2 separate regions of the Mus musculus genome follow, and region 2 is linked to region 1. The links are chromatin contacts, called in public capture Hi-C maps. All regions are on one chromosome and are shown on one strand. Each heading gives the region's core, a stretch centred on a gene start, on an enhancer-like site or on the middle of the called end of the contact. The rest is flanking DNA. Distances are from core to core; before and after follow the strand shown.

Region 1 (3,184 bases), core at 12-2,511:
GGAAATGAATTAGTAATATGGGGGGAGGGGGACCTGGGGCTGGATAGGTGTCAGTGGTTAAAAGTACTCCCTAATGTTACTAAGTACAGGGTTTGAATCCCAGCACCCACACCCAGTGGCTCACGACCACCTCGTTCCAGCTCCAGGAGAATCCAATGCCCTCTTCTGGCTTCCACAACTCCCCTCCCCCACATACATACAAATAATAAAATAATGTCTTCTTTAAAAAAAGAAAACGAAATCTTACCAGGTCCTCATTGCTGGTTACCTGTTCAAACTGTGAAAAACATCGTCTCCAAATCACAGAAACTAAAGAGAAAATGGCGACAACACAATTGTTTTCATTCGCTGCATATCTAACCAAGATTTACGTTTTTAAAGATGCTAGATAATCAAAGGGCACAATATCAAACATTCTTTTCAATGATTAGTTAGCAACCTGTTAGATTTGGGACATAATAGGACTCAAAATGAGCGGTTCCAAAGGCTTTGGATAAAGGACATATATACTTCCTCTCCTATAAATTCTTTCTCATTTCTACAGTTACGGATTGAAATTCAAATATGTACAGAAACAACAGAATGGTACTGTCATTCCAAAGGAGAAATAAAAAGATTCAAGACATTGACAAAGAAGCATAAAACAAACAAACAAAAAAAGAGTTGACTACACCTTGGAGACAGGAGCCTAGATAGCATAACTGTTTCCTGAGAGGCTTCGTCCAAGCAGCGGATGGAAACAGATGCAAGAGAACCACAGCCAACAAGTGTCCAGAAAGTCTTATTGAGGAGTCGGGGCGATAGGTTTTTGTAAAGTGAATAAGTAACGGGGTAAAGTGGTTGACTACACCTCAAAGTCCTCTTCAGCTCTAGGAAACTAGTCTACGATGACTCGAGCCTCCCACTTATCTCAAACCTAGTTCTATTGAAATAGTCATTTTGCTAACGGCGAGGACCCCACCGACAATCAGCGGCTATAATGCTATGCCGGACGTTTTACCTGCTTGAGTTCCGCGATCCGTGAAGCAGCCAGCCGCGGTTGTCAAATTCTTCCTCCCTATACCACTGCACAGAGCAACCAGAGCGGCCATGGTTCTCCGCCCTTCCTCTTCCTTTCTATTTCCCTAAGCGCCCCGACAGGTCCTTTCTGGTGCTCTTCCCCTGTCTGCCCGGGATTCGACGCAAAGGTTCCGGCGCGAACGCGGCCCGGGTTTCAATGCACTGCACCTTTATCTTCCCGCGCTTCCCGGGCCGGAAGTCACGTGACCCGGGGCTGCGCTGCTGAGGGATGGAAAGCTGATGCTGGGTCACCTGCTGTCTCCAGAACGGCGCCACCGGCTCCGGGCTGCACCCAGGGCGGCTGTCGCAGGGACTCTGGGCCGTTGTCATGGAGGACGGCTGTCCCCGCATCCGCCGGCGGGTGTCTGTCCGCAAAAGGAACCGCGGCAACCTGGAGAACCTCCGTGCCTCCCCGACCCCGGCCGAGCTCCAGCCTGCCGAGGACACGGAGGACGAAGCTGCAGCCGGGAGCCGCCGCCGGAAAACCGGGAGCCCGGAGCACGCCCAGGTACAGCCCTGCTGAGTCCCCGCATCCCCGTTGACTCGCCCGGTCCTGTCATCCCAGGGGCTGCGGTGGCAACCGCGTGTCCCGCCCCGGGCACGGCTGCGCGGGAGGTGAAACCGCCTTCTTCCCAGGTGCACATCATGAGTAGCCTTAGCTCGCTCTCTCACCTTTGTTATCCTTTTATCTCCATCACTTGGGAGACACTGCTTAAACCCCCGACTTCTAGGTAGATGTCAAACCTACATGCTCCTTCCATCCCCTGTCATAAAAAGTATTCACGGGGCAATTAACTGGCTTGACAGAGAGAAAGCTAGCCTTCCAAATGGCTCGGCTCTACTTTACTGATAAAACATTTTTATTGATGACCCATTAATTGCTAGTTACGTTATTAAACTAGCCATATTATGTAGACTTTTACAACGGTAAGTGAGTCCAGGGAAGTTGAGAGACTAAAGTTGTGACTCAATAAATAATTATCACCTCCCAGTTTACATCTCTGTTCTGTAAGCCACCATACATGAGTGTGCACATGACTGTCTCAATTCCAAGTTCAGAACAGAATTTCATTGTAGTGTCTAGTGGAACATTGTAGTGTCTAATGGCACAATCATGATTTTGTAGCAGACCAGCTTCTACGTTAGTGCCTGGGCCGGAATTACCACAGTTATCAGAAGCATCTATTGAATCTTGGAGAGAGTTACTGTTCTTTCATTCTTAAGTGCTTTAGCATAGGTTTAAGAATTAAAATGCCAAAGACTGGGCGGTTAGGTTCAGCAGCGGAGCCTGGGGCAGGCCCTGGGCTCACATGGCAGCACCAGAATAAATAATTTAGAATTCCAGTATCACCCCTTGGGGGATGTATCTGAGTTGACAGAATGTTTGCTTAGAATGCCCAACACCCTGGGTTTGATCCCAACACCTCCTAAAACCAGGCATGGTGAGGCATTCAGGAAACAGGCAGGAGGATCAGGAGTGTGTAGCCTCAGTAAGGTGAGATCCTGTTCTGACTTTTAAAAAAATGTTTCTTAGCATCCTGATATCCCATAATAAGCCAGCAGTACTGTTTAGGCAAGTCAGAGCAACTCTCTGGACTTGTTTCTTTTGTTTGGTGATGATAATATGTATTCAGAGGATAATTTGCATATAGTGATATCATTGGGATAGTCCTTTGCTGGGACATTTGTTTTTTTAAAATGAGGATGGAATTCATGTATGTATCTTTGTTTCCTTACAGGAAAATGACAGCGAAGAGGACATGTTTGGTGACTATGACAGCTTTACAGAAAGTTCCTTCTTAGCTCACGTTGATGACCTGGAACAGAGATATATGCAACTGCCTGAATGTGGGGACCGTGATGCAGACTCTGGCACCAAAGACCTTTGTTCAGCAGGCCTCAAAAACAACCTCAGAGTTACTACTGTAATCAACCTCACTGACCCGGAAACTAGTGAGCACGGCCAGAAGCAGAGTCACCTAGATGTCCCTGCTGAACCAGAACCTGGAAGCGATCTTTCGTTTGATGTGCCTTCTTCTCAAATTTTATACTTTGAAAATCCGCAGAACTCACCAGAAGCTTTGGGCGATCCGTGCACTAAGAAGACAAATGGGGACCCACAGAA
Region 2 (3,169 bases), core at 378-2,877, 970 kb before region 1:
ATGGCTTTCCGTTTTTCAACCTTCCACAGCTGGAAAGTGTGTTTATTCTGTGTCACTCCTCGGCAGCACAAATGTTTCCCAGACTCTCATCTTAACTCCCTATCCATCAGGAACAGGGAAGAAGCTGTGGTTCTAAAATCACGTATTTATTGCTAACCATATTGTTGCGGCAGCACAGATTTGTAACTCAAGCTCTATCAAGTTCATCTGTGTAAGTTTTGGGAGGAACTTCCCCCTCAGTCACACTGCCAGAGAGCGTCAGAACAGCAAAAGGCAAAAGACAGAAAACAGAGAAGTTAGTTCCACTACCAAAAGGCAGAGAACTTGACCTTGGGCAACGCAAGTCCATTTGGGTTGTCTGTCTTTTGTGTCTGTTTGAGCCCCGGGCCAACCTTGAGCTGACTACAAAGCTGAGAATGATCTTGGCAGTCCTTGCCTCCACACCTACCCCCAAGTGCTGGGATGACGGCAGATACCACCACACTACATTCCACAAAACAGAAATCCAAGAATGATTCAAAAGTTTTGAGTCTCTCAAGCGAAGAGGAATTCTGTAAGCAAACTCGTATAGCAAATCTATTCTCTGGCCCAATTTCATAATCTACCAAGCTCATGCAGCCATAAAACTTTTATTATTTTTCCTCCTAAGTTCTTACTGGCACTGGTTTATCAGAAAACACACCTAAACGTTTGACTCTTCCTAGCTTCAATTATAATAGTGACCGTACATATCCGCATATTTTAAAATATGAAGCAAAGTTCATCTATTTTAAAGCGGGGGAGGAGTGGCGTGCTAAAAGTCTGGAATTAGCCTGTTCGGTTAAATGAAATCCACCGATGGGACAACTGCCTGGTTTGAGGCGCACTTACATGTTCCCCATATATGACAGCCTCAACCCTCCGAAATCTATCAGCCAGAAAAAAAGAACAGAGAAACGAAAGCGCAGCTTGGAGGAGCTCCAGAAGCCGGTCTGCGCCAGGCTCCAATGACAGGCTAGGACCCAAGGTGCCCGTCTTAAGTTTACTCCCAACTTTGTCGCCCTACCAAGGAAAGGCGAGAGAGGTGACAGCCACTAGACAGCCAGAGCGCCTGCGGGGACGGGTTCCATCCTGACCCCAGAACCAGGAGATCCGGGAAAGAAGCTAGAGTGCAGTCCGGTTCCGGAACGGCGGCCCGGCCGCGCACGCCCCGGGACAGAGGACGAGCAGGACCCCCCACGACACGCCCGCTCCAGGGGCGCGGCCCGGCCCCGCCGCACTCACTCACTTTGTCGCTGGTGCTCTCGGTTTCGTGGTCACCGCCGGCCGCCTCTCCCTCGCGGGGTGGCGGCGCCCCCGCTCCCCCAGGGCCGGGGCAGCCCCCGCGGTGCCGCAGCTCCAGCATGTCCCGCTCCCGCGTCGCTGGGCTGGCGTCGTCTAGCGCCCCGCCACCGCGGAGCCGCGCCGGGTCACCCCCAGAACGGCATCAACGAGCGAGCGCTCGAGGCCGCCGGCAGGGTGTGCGGACCGGCGCGGGCGGGGACGCGGCGCCGTTGCCAGGTGCGCCGTTCCACGCACTGGCCCCAGGGGGCGGAGGAGCAGCACGGCCCTCCCTCGCGCCTCGCGACCGCGCCACCCGGCCCGCCCCACCTTCCCGCCGCCGAGCTCCCGCAGCGCGGTCACGCGCCGCAGGCCCCGCCCCGCTCGCCCCTCCGCGCTGCACTGCGGTGCCCGAGGCCCCGCCCCGGGCGATGACGTCAATGCTCGGGCCCTGCCCCGGCTCCCTGGGCAGGTGGGGGCACGGAAAGGTACGCGAACGGCCGAGGACGAGGGACGAGCCAGGGACGGAGGAACGCGGGGGCGAGCCTGGGCGCCGCCGGGAAGTCCTCCTTGGCGCAGGGATGTCAGGCGGAGTTCAACTGACTCCTCCAAGGGACTCGGCCCTGCTTGACACGCCGCAGCGTGGCGGAGCGTCGCAGGCGTCCCCAAGCAGAAACTTGCTGGGCAGGACAGACCCGTTGGCTCTGCGTTCCAGCCAGTGCTTAACCTCCCTGGTGCCTGGGGATGAGTTGGCCAACAGTTTCAATATCGTACCCAGGTTCTGTACTGGGGAAACTCGGGGTTTTGAGTCTCTCAGAGAGTTTCTACCATAGGATCCACAGACAGCCTTTGATGCCCTAGGGCGCCGCTGCGGGGTACCTCTCTGAAAGACAAGGACCTTGGGACGCTAAAGGTGGAACAGGATGGACACATGATCTGGTTTAACTCTAGTCTAATCCTGTTAGCAGGTGCTTAGGGGGTTTTTTCACACATATTTGCGAGCTGGTCCTTAAAGGCCAAAGACACACATCCGTAATTCACACAAACCAGACAGAGGAGCACCTTTATTGTAATAAATCAACAATTTATCAGGTCATTACTAAAAATAAGTAATATGTTGTCCTTAAAGCCTCATAACTAACCAGCAAAACCAAACGTCAGAGGAGGATGCAATGAAAAACAGTAGACTCAGGTAGAGAGACACTTGCAGCCAAAACTGATAACCGGAATTCAATCCCCAACATGATGGACATAGAGAACTGCCTCCAGAAAGCTGTCCTCTGATCTCCACGCTGACACCCACACATATAAATAGATAAATATCATTTAAAACTAATGGAAGATATGAGATGGACGTGGTGTGGGTTTTCCATAAGGAACGGAAGACTGCTAGTAATTAGGTCAATTGATCTACATTGTTTTGGAGGGCCAGAGAAAAAGTACTTCTGGATACAAAGATAAAATGACCGTGGGGGTGGGGGGTGGGGGAGTAAGGGGTGGGGACCACAGAGGCTGGAATGGGTTGGCTCTGGCTGTTGATCCTACCCAGCAGAAAGGACCAGAGTTCCTTTCAACTTTCTTCCAGGAAGTTGAGGAGCCAGTGTTCTAACCCCCGTGGTGCCAATTATCTCCATGGCCTCTAGTAAGCAGGTAAGCCTATGTCCCCATCAGTGAAAGGAATAACAAGGAGGTTAGCCTCTCTTTTAGCTGTTCTGGTGCTTGTGTCAGAGGTGTCAGTGTCAGACTCACAGGCACAGGGAGGTAGCTCAGCACTTCTCCCTCCCTCCCTCTCCCTCCCACAGACAACCTCTAGGTTTTCTTCCTTTTCTTTCTTCTCCCTTTGGGGTGGTAGAGGAGGAAAGCCTGCTGA

Evidence for each region. Capture Hi-C pulls out chosen DNA fragments and counts their contacts.
Region 2: a capture Hi-C map of embryonic stem cells shows a contact between it and region 1, with 2.7 times the contacts expected there. The contact joins the promoter of Cds1 here to the promoter of Helq in region 1. A contact is called at or near these places in 5 of 39 promoter capture datasets (cranial neural crest, embryonic stem cells, hippocampal neurons and 2 more), 1 of 115 datasets of contacts at active chromatin or transcription factors (astrocytes) and 2 of 9 other capture datasets (adipose tissue and embryonic stem cells).

What each region holds. Positions count from the first base shown.
Region 1 is chr5:100,796,677-100,799,860 of GRCm38.p6, reverse strand. It overlaps Helq (helicase, POLQ-like), which reads left to right and starts at 1,261. Exons shown (of 18, transcript NM_001081107.1): 1 at 1,261-1,567; 2 at 2,799-3,184. The coding sequence starts at 1,388. Mrps18c (mitochondrial ribosomal protein S18C) reads right to left here and starts at 1,102. Exons shown (of 6, transcript NM_026826.1): 1 at 1,001-1,102; 2 at 248-309. The coding sequence starts at 1,091.
Region 2 is chr5:101,763,588-101,766,756 of GRCm38.p6, reverse strand. Cds1 (CDP-diacylglycerol synthase 1) reads right to left here and starts at 1,627. Exons shown (of 13, transcript NM_173370.3): 1 at 1,268-1,627. The coding sequence starts at 1,384. It overlaps Gm42134, which reads left to right and starts at 1,494. Exons shown (of 6, transcript XR_880489.2): 1 at 1,494-1,787; 2 at 2,885-2,949.